3 separate regions of the Sus scrofa genome follow, and all the other regions are linked to region 2. The links are chromatin contacts, called in public Hi-C maps. All regions are on one chromosome and are shown on one strand. Each heading gives the region's core, a stretch centred on a gene start, on an enhancer-like site or on the middle of the called end of the contact. The rest is flanking DNA. Distances are from core to core; before and after follow the strand shown. Region 1 holds the start of QARS (glutamine--tRNA ligase). Region 2 holds the start of GMPPB (GDP-mannose pyrophosphorylase B). Region 3 holds the start of DALRD3 (DALR anticodon-binding domain-containing protein 3).

The links. Hi-C and Micro-C count contacts between places; a contact is called where the count stands out from the background.
Region 1: a contact with region 2 is called in a Hi-C map of liver, with 5 times the contacts expected there. The contact joins the promoter of QARS here to the promoter of GMPPB in region 2. A contact is called at or near these places in 1 of 5 promoter capture datasets (liver) and 1 of 47 Hi-C or Micro-C datasets (liver).
Region 3: a contact with region 2 is called in a Hi-C map of liver, with 5 times the contacts expected there. The contact joins the promoter of DALRD3 here to the promoter of GMPPB in region 2. A contact is called at or near these places in 1 of 5 promoter capture datasets (fetal liver), 1 of 47 Hi-C or Micro-C datasets (liver) and 1 of 2 datasets of contacts at active chromatin or transcription factors (alveolar macrophages).

Annotation. Positions count from the first base shown.
Region 1 is chr13:31,721,872-31,724,680 of Sscrofa11.1, forward strand. QARS (glutamine--tRNA ligase) reads right to left here and starts at 1,329. Exons shown (of 24, transcript XM_021070652.1): 1 at 1,172-1,329; 2 at 879-1,026; 3 at 399-508; 4 at 161-236. The coding sequence starts at 1,288.
Region 2 is chr13:32,251,780-32,254,901 of Sscrofa11.1, forward strand. GMPPB (GDP-mannose pyrophosphorylase B) reads right to left here and starts at 1,376. Exons shown (of 10, transcript NM_001244541.1): 1 at 1,251-1,376; 2 at 1,018-1,154; 3 at 812-892; 4 at 673-721; 5 at 392-534; 6 at 29-187. The coding sequence starts at 1,146. IP6K1 (inositol hexakisphosphate kinase 1) reads right to left here. Exons shown (of 5, transcript XM_021068778.1): 5 at 1,736-3,122.
Region 3 is chr13:31,654,942-31,657,988 of Sscrofa11.1, forward strand. It overlaps DALRD3 (DALR anticodon-binding domain-containing protein 3), which reads right to left and starts at 1,365. Exons shown (of 14, transcript XM_021070653.1): 1 at 1,161-1,365; 2 at 375-448. The coding sequence starts at 429. It overlaps NDUFAF3 (NADH:ubiquinone oxidoreductase complex assembly factor 3), which reads left to right and starts at 2,000. Exons shown (of 5, transcript NM_001243606.1): 1 at 2,000-2,105; 2 at 2,193-2,385; 3 at 2,553-2,619; 4 at 2,714-2,814; 5 at 2,899-3,047. The coding sequence starts at 2,029. The coding sequence ends at 3,018. MIR425 (microRNA 425) reads right to left here and starts at 132; the gene lies at 53-132. It overlaps MIR191 (microRNA 191), which reads right to left and starts at 622; the gene lies at 543-622.

The DNA.
Region 1 (2,809 bases), core at 79-2,578, 530 kb before region 2:
GGACCTGGCTGACCTCAGAAACTAGAGCCTGGGCCCAGCCAGACCTCTTTTAAGATGCTCCGACTCTCCCTTCCACCTCCCTCTCACTCATGCCCAGAAGAGAAGGCATGACCAGTGATAACAACATAGTCTGTAGTCCCCTGCCCCAGGTCCTGCTCACCCATCAGCAGCCCCATGTTGAAGTGGTAACGCTCTACAAGGAGCTTGGATCGGTGATGATTTATGGCAGCCTCCACCTACAGAAAGCCAAACCATGAGCTTCAGACATGCTCTAGGGACTGATCCCCTCACCCTGGGACTTTCTGGTTGGTAAAGCAGGGCCACTCCTTTCCAGTATTAAGTACTGAAAGCCACTCCTTAGAATTAAGGAGGCAGCTGACACCTAAGAAAAGACTCACAGCCTCCTCAATCTGCTCTGGAGTCACAATGACGCCCACACCACATTCCTGCTCAAAGTCCATGGTGTTGATTGGGTCCAGGGGATGACTTCGCACATACTCAAGGGCAGCTGAAAAAGGAAAGCCAAGGAGTTTGTGGCATCTCAGCTCCAAGAAGTAGGAAGACAGGGCCCTAATCCTATCCATGAAACCCCAATTAGTTTGACTTCCTGGAAAAGTAAGTCTTGCACTTCACTAGAGAAGCCCTAAGGCCACAGGAAAGAAGCATGTGTTGTGAGGGAAACTCCCTCAGACCTACACAGTTCTCCAGTGGGTCTCACCCAGAGGTGGCCCTCTCCGTCAGTGCCAGGGCCTAAGTTTAGAGAAGAATGCAGAACTAGTAATCTAGAGTGACACTGTGGGTCTTGTCAGAATGGTTAGATAGGGATCTTGGCTGAGAGGAGGAGCTGGAGGTGGAAGCAAGACAGGCAAGGGTCTCACCGCTCAGCTGAGTCTCAGTATGGATCTTCCTACTAGCTATGTAGCTCACGAGGAAAGACAGTCGACGAGGATCCCGCAGTCGCGAGGCCAAGCCATAGAGCAGGGTCCCGGTAGCTTTGTCGATGGTGGAGCCCAGAGTCTGCTGTGCCTAGGGTCAGAGGGGTCAGGAGATAAGCCTCACTTCCAGTAAGAAAAGCAAGAGTGAGACAAGATGGGTGGGTCGGGGTCTGGACCCGGCCCGGAGTTGCCTTGGGGCACAGTCGGCAGCCGGGGCCAAGGACGTAGGTTTGCACCTGGGTCGCCGCCTCGCGCAGCTGCGCGCTCAGAGCCGTGTTCTTGAGCGTCTCTCGCGCTTTGTGCTCGCTCAGGCCGAGGCCGGTGAAGAGCGACAAGGAGTCTAGAGCCGCCATTGCTGGGACGCCGGAAGCCAAAAAGAAACTTTGGGGCCAATCTGCCCCGGAGTTAGCTCACTGACCAATAGGAGTGAGATGCCGTCAGCGAAAGCCAATGGTATCCTTCCTTGGAGGGAAGGGGCGGGGATCTCCAGGATCGTCAGTGACATTTAAAGGGCAGAGGGCGGCCTCTCCCGCCGCTTTACTTCCGTCTTCGTGCTTCAGGTCTCTAAAAGGGATAGTGAGCGGCGGTACTTTAGAGGTGATTTGTTCCAAACCTGGAGCGAAGGTGTTCAGCACCAGGGCAGGAGGCAGACATAATCATGGTAATTTTACTCTTCATCTTTTCTCCTTCAGCCCCGGAAAACTTGGGACCATCCCAGTTTTGTTTTTGGAAACAAATGTCAATGTAGGTCGTGTTTCTGACGTCACACTTTGGAGTTGTCACGGAAACAGCTGAACAAAATGAAGCCCGGGAAATCCGGTCAAGACTCCAGAACAGACGTCTGAAATGGCACATGGATGCGCCCCAAAAGTCTTGGCACTTTTCCAGCTCCACCTGCACGCGCGCACGCACACACACACACACACACCCACACACACACACCCCTAACCAGGAAAGGGAAGGTTTGGGGCCAGGAAGGACCTTGCATGACTTCTGTGATGATTTGGCTTAAAATCTCCTGCCATACTTACTTTTTTTTTTTTTTTGGTCTGTTTTAGGATCGCACCCGCGGCATACGGAGGTTCCCAGGCTAGGGGTCAAATCGGAGCTGTATCTGCGTGTACGCCAAAGCCACTGCAACGTGGGATCCGAGCCACATCTGCAATCTACACCACAGCTCACAGCAAGGCCAGATCCTTAACCCGCTGAGCTGGGTCAGGGCTTGAGCCCATGTCCTCATGAATGCTAGTCGGGTTCGTTAACCACTGAGCCACTATGGGAACCCCCATACTTACTCTTCTTACCGAAGCATGCAAATATAGGAAAACCACAAGCAGATTAGACCTTAAAATCCATATGCAAGTACTTGACAGGATATTTTATTCAATAGTGTGGGACAGAGAAGGTAGAATAGTTATGATGATATGCTTGGGGATCTCCCTAGTCTCTCTTTGGCCCTTAAGGGCCTGCTGGGTGGGAATCATCAGGCTAAAACTGAATGTACAACCTGTGTTTTTGTTTTTATTTTTTTTTTTTAGGGCTGCACCCATGCCATATGTAATTTCCCAGGCTAGGGGTGGAATCAGAGCTGTAGATGCTGGCCTACGCCACGGCCACAGCCACAACGATCCCAGCCACCTGGGATCGTAGGTGCATCTGCAACCCACACCACAGCCCATGGTAACGCTGGATCCTTAACCAACTGAGCTGGGCCGGGGGTCAAACCCACATCCTCATGGATAAGTCAGGCTCATTACCAATGAGCCACAATGAGAAGTCCCCAATCTATTTTCTTATAGAACTGGAGCTGTTGATGGTGGGATGGTAAGTTCCCCAAATTTGGGATGGAAACACAGGCTCCTAAAGGCCTCAGT
Region 2 (3,122 bases), core at 126-2,625:
GCCCACCCAGCAGCAGGCTTCTACACACCTGGATGCGCTGCAGCACTGCAGGGCTCAGGATGTACATGCCTGCATTGATCTTGTTGGACACAAACACCTGTGGCTTCTCCACGAACCGGTGAATACGGCCTGTATCAGCCTCACACACCACCACACCATACTTAGAGGGCTCCTCCACTTTGGTCACCTGAGTGCAGGGGGACCTCAGACCTAGTCCAGGGCTCCTGAGTCTTGAGGTACATGGTGTCTTATATCTGGGATTGTGCCCCCAGATGCATAAAGGCACATACTGCATGGTTCTGCACCCAAAACATTGGGGCAATTCAAAGCTGGGAGGTGAGAGAGGCTGGGGTGGGGTGGGTTATCGGAGAAGAAAGACCTGTTTCCTTACCAGAATGGAGCCCTCTTGGCCATGGTGGCGGTGGAACTGCACCATGGCTTGGAAGGGAAAATCGCAGATCACATCACTGTTCAGAACAAAAAAAGGCTCCGCAGTCTCAGAGAGCAGGTCACGGGCCAGTGCCAGGGGTCCAGCTGGGGAAGAGCAAGAGGTCACCATCATCTTCCAGGTCTGAGCCTCTGGACCCAGGCTCAGCAAGCCCCATGCAGACAGAGTCTTGCCCCTCTCCTGGCCCTAAACCCTCCCCAAGGAACCTTCTTGTCTCTACTGACCTGTTCCCAAAGGCTCCTCTTCATGGGACATGGAGATTCGGATTCCTAGCTGGAAGGAAGAAGGCCCCGTTAGGTTTCTCCTACTAGGGTGGGAAGCTGAGCGGGGACCAAGGGAAAAAGCCAAGAATCCGTGCCTCACCCTTTGCTCCTGTGCTTTCATTTCCTTCTCCAACATCTGAGACATATAGCTCACGGCCAGAATCACGTGATCCACGCCTGCCTGTGGGAATGAACAGTGCCGGCCTTCAGGCGGGCTCAGCCGAAGGCACAGGGATCCCTGCCCTCCTGTCGCTGGCCGTCCCTCACCCTGCCAAATCCCACCAAGACCCCGTCCCTGGGCCTTACCGAGGCCAGCGCCTCCACTTGATGCAGCAAAATGGGCTTATTGCAGAAATCCACCAGCGGCTTCGGTATGCTTAGCGTCAGCGGCCGCAGGCGCGTCCCGTAGCCACCCACCAGGATCAGTGCCTTCATTGCGCCTGCTGGAGGCCAGAGTGAGTCCCGGGCTCCGAGGTGTCCGCGGCCCGCCCAGCCGACCCCTATGACACCCTCCCGCTCCCTTCACGCTCCAGACTGACCAACTCTTGTTCTGCCTTGTCCGCCCAGTCCGCGTCGACGCTAAGTCCAAGTCAGCGGCAAGCTAGTACGCGACGCCGAAGCGAGAGCAGCGAGCTGCCAACTCTGGCTGGCGTCCGCCAGTGTATGACGGGAGCCCGGGCGGGCCAATCAGCTGCGGCATACGTGGCACGGCCATCGGCGTCGGGTCGCCGCGACGCGGTATTCCGGCAGACTCAGCCAATGAGAGCGGAGCGCGCCTGGCTGCCATGGCGACCGGGACCGGATCCGCGGGTCGGCTTGCCATTGGCGGATCCAAAGGCGGAGCTCGCGCCGCAGGCGAGGCTTCCGTCCTCTCGGGCCCAGGTCAGCCGCACCCCAGCCGCTTCCGGCCCCGCCCTGCCGGAGGAACTGGGGCGGGGCCGAGGGCGCGAGGAGGCCGGGCTGGGCTAGGCCAGTCCACCCCGAGTTTCTGGGTTTGTTTTTTTTTCAAAGACACGGACACGCCTCAGTTTCTAGCGGCTTTATTTTGACATACACGACCTCAGACACAAGCGGGGCGGGCAGCGCTAGGTGTACGGAAAGGGGCAGGTTCGGCCCAAGGCTCGAGCACCCCCTCTCCCGCGCTCAAGGTCCCAAGAAAAAGCAACCGCGCCCGGACACGGCCGGAGCCAAGTGTAGTATCCGGGTGCAGGGCTCGGGCAGCGTGGACAGGCTTAGGCAGCTTCCAGCAAAGTGGAGCAGAGAGTGGTCCTCGAGGCCAGGCCTTACAGTTCCCGGAGAAGCAAAGGAACCAGGACCTTCCCAGGATTCTCCCAAATTTTTTCCACTAAAACATTAAATCTGCACAAAGACCAAATTGAACAGCTCTAAAGTTCAAAGCATTCTGCATCTAGGAGTGTGCACATGGCCAGCCGTGAGCAAGTGAGCAGCAGCTACATAACTAGCTCAGGCCTTTGGCCCCTTAGGAGAAACCCCACGCCCACTGCACAGGACCGGACATGAGAGGGGTGGGGTCCCCAGCATGTTGCTACACTGGTCCCCTTTCTTTTAAGCACCGCCCATCCCACCCCGCTAGGGGGCTGGTGTCGACTTGGCCCAGGGAAGCACTACACAGAGGGGTCGCTTGAGCGCCCCAACCAGTGATCCCGTCTTGCACTTTGGTCCCAAGTTGGGGCTGGGGAAACAGGGCCTGGCAGGGACAGGGCTCTCTGGCATGGAGCAGGGCAAAATAGTGGCAAACAGCATGTGCAGATGCGCATGCCCACCACTCAACAGATAACAAGGCTGGGTCTCCCAAGTGTTTAAAAGTGCTGAAAGAAGGAGGGACCCTGCCCTGCGGGAGAAGCAGCAGATCCCAGCCCTGCTCTTCTCAATGCCAGGAAAACGCTGACTATAAGTGGGTACAGCCTCTCGTGATGAAGAGCAGAATGGGGGCAGCATCTGCTCCCAAAATATAGGAACTCAGGAGGTACAGCACATCCCCAGGCTGGAGAGGTTCCAACAAGGGGGTCCCAGCTGGCCCCCAAACCTTTGTCTTGGCCTCTGCCCTGCCAAGAAATGACTATCCACACTAATGAAGAGCTACTGCCCCTATGGCTGAAGCCACAAAATAGTACAAGAGAAAAGACGGTCATTACTAATCAGAAACAGGCAAGCTGCCCCCTCCTAGCCCCAAGAAATGGGAACCTGCCCACCAATGGCACCAGAATCAGAAGGCCGAGAGAGATGGGATCCCATCTAGGAGCCCATTTAAGATGAGTGAGGCTGCATATCTATGGACCATGAAATTAGTCCATTACTTACCAAAGCTTCTTACAGACACAGGCTGGCAGGCTTACCTCTAATGCCCAAATAGGGACATGCCACAAGTGACAATGACAGTGGCCCTAGGC
Region 3 (3,047 bases), core at 115-2,614, 600 kb before region 2:
AAGGTCCCTTTCTGGGCCAGGGTTGCAAGGCCCTGCAGGGAGGCTCCGAAAGAGCACTGGGCGGACACGACATTCCCGATGGCTACTTGGGTGCCCACTCAACGGGAGTGATCGTGTCATTCCAAAGCACTTTCCATGCCGCAGGTGCACAACCTAGGGTCAGCTGCTAATAGGATTGGGGGCCAGAGGCTGAGCTGGGGTCTTCAGCTACTCTTGGTGCATGAGGACACTTACAGTGGCTTTACCCCAGGAAGTGAAGGGCTATCTTTAGTCAGCTGTGGGCTGGGGTGGCCCTGGGGGACTCACCACCATTGCAGACCACCATTGCAGCCCAATCAGAAGTCCCTGTGTCCTCCCTCCCTTGCCAGTGCTACCTTGGGATCCAAGAGATGGCCACAGCCTGGGCTCCCCGACGTCTACGCCTGTCATTTCCAGCCTGAGGGCGCACCTGAGAGAGGGACAGAAATCAGAGTGGCCCGATAAAGTATGTCTGGGGATCAGGGGCTAGCCCACCGAATCTGGGCCAGAACGCTGCTCAGGCAAGAGAGCAGGGAACGAAATCCAAGTGCAGCTGGAATGCTCTGGAGACAACAGCTGCTTTTGGGATTCCGTTGCCCGCTGTCCAGCCGTGGGGAGTGGGAGGTTGAGAGGGGTAATCTCTTGCCTTGGTGCCAGATCAAACTTCCTACATTCCCAGTCCCAGGAGAGGGAGCCAAGAGAAGGTGGTGAAATCAAGTGCGGTAGGAACGAGCCGCTCGCTCACCTGGGCCCCAAAACAATAGGTGTGGTGGGGACCCCCCCCCCCGGGACTGGGTCCCAATCTGGATTAGATCCACGGGGTAGGATTAATCCTGTTGGTCCCATGCAGTCAGGGCCACTACACTGGCGGTGGCGGGGCGGGCTTCAGGATCAGCCAAGAGGGAAGCGCGCCCGTGGGGCCTCGGAGAGGAAGTAAACCCTCCCCTGGGACACCCCCGCACCCGGGCCCTTTGTCTGGTGACGCTGCCAGTGTCGGGAGTGCGAGAAGCCCAATGAGCCCTCAAGGCAGCGACGGGACCCCCGGAGATCTACTGAGAACGTCCTCGGTTGTTCGAAACCCCCCCGCCAGCCTGGCCCCGCGGGCGGCAGACGCAGCAATGTTTCCCCGGAGGCCACCATACAGTAGGCGCGCCGAGATGTCGGAACCTGCGCGGGCGCCAGCGACTCTGGCACCAGTAGGCCTTCTGATTCGGCTCAAGACGCGGGGGAGGGATTCTCTGGACGCAGAGCGAGGTGAACAAGAATAGGGCGATACTCCGGCCGCTGTATAGTTCAATGTCTGGTCCGTTTCGGCCCGGTCCGACCCAGGAGCAGCAACGACCAGCCTGACGTCGCGTCCTCTTCCGCTTGTTCTAGCCGCAGAGTTGGAGCCATTTTAAGGCGAAACCACTCAGCCACGCCCCCTCGCCCTCCAGAGAAGCCAATCCAAGCGCAACGACGCCTGGTGTGAAACGCCGCGGCGTTGCCAACGGTCGCGCGGGTGAACGGTTGGGAGGGGCTGAACTCGGAGGGCGAGAGGGGGAAACCTGAGCTGCCCGCACCGCCCTCGGAATCCGACTCCGCGAAGCCGGGATTAGAAATTTGGAGGCTGGCACCACGCCCTGGCCAGGTGTGCGGGACTCGAACAGGTGCTAGGCCGCCCCTCCCCGGGTCCCAAGAGCCCGGCTTAATGGCTAAGAGCCGGGGGCCCGGCCGCGGCTGGGGCTCAGACTGTGCTGAGGCCTGTCACGCCACCAGGTGTCCGGCTCCCCCAGAACGGCCTGCGGGGGCCTGGGGCGGGGCGGACGGCAGCTGCAGACACTGGAGCCGCACCGGGAGACCCGCCCTGCTGGGACCTAAGCCCCTGGTCGGCTCCCTCCCGTCTCCAGCCCGGGGCCGGCAGAGCTGCGCGGTGCCCTCCGCGACGCTGGGGGCGCTGTCGTTGCTCCGGGCTGGGTGACGCCACGACCCCGCTGACCCTGCGCCGGTCTCCCTGTGCGCTGATCCGCCATGGCAGCGGTGTTCGTGCTTCGGAGCTTGTATCGAGCGCGACACATCCTTCGCTGGCCGCTCGCGCAGCTGTCCTGGTGAGGCCGGACCCACCGTCCCTGACCACCTGCCCCCCACAGCCAGCGACTCCCAGCCCCTTAGACCCCGACCATACCCCTCCGCAGGGCCCCAGGGCGTGGGCATCGGCTCACGCCGACGGATGATGAGCTGTATCAGCGGACGCGAATATCTCTGCTGCAGCGCGAGTCCCCGCAGGCGATGTACATCGACAGCTACAGCAGCCGCGGCTTCGTGGTCAATGGAAATCGCGTGCTTGGGCCCTGCGCGCTGCTTCCGCACTCGGTGGTGCAGTGGAACGTGAGCCCTTCCCTGCAATAAGGAAACCCGAGGACCAGAGTCAGGCCTGCCTTCCTGACTCCGTCCTTGGCAAACTTGGCTTTTCTTTTGCCCCGCTTTGGAGCAGGTAGAGGGTCGGTGGGGAAACCTCCATAGACTTGTAATTAACTTGTCTCCTTCCCACACAGGTAGGTTCCCACCAGGACATCACCGAAGGAAGCTTCTCTCTCTTTTGGATGCTGGAGCCCCGAATAGGTACTGGAGGAAGGGAAGGCTGAGGTGATGAGCCCCGGAAACCCACCCTCTCGATAGACCTCGTTGCAGCCTTGCTATGCTCATCTTTCCCTAGAGATTGTTGTGGTGGGCACTGGAGACCGGACTGAGCGGCTGCAGCCCCAGGTGCTGCGAGCCATGAGGCAGCGGGGCATCGCTGTGGAAGTGCAGGACACAGTATGTCTGGTACTCGGGAATGCTGAGGCGAGCCCAGGCCTGGCCTTGGCCCTAGCCCAGCTGATGCTGGCTTTCTCTTTGCAGCCCAATGCCTGTGCCACTTTCAACTTCCTGTGTCATGAAGGCCGGGTGACAGGAGCTGCTCTCATTCCCCCACCTGGAGGGGCTGCTCTCACATCTTTGGCCCAAGTCTCAAAAAAATGAACCACCAGGAACCTTGCCACCCTTTGCTG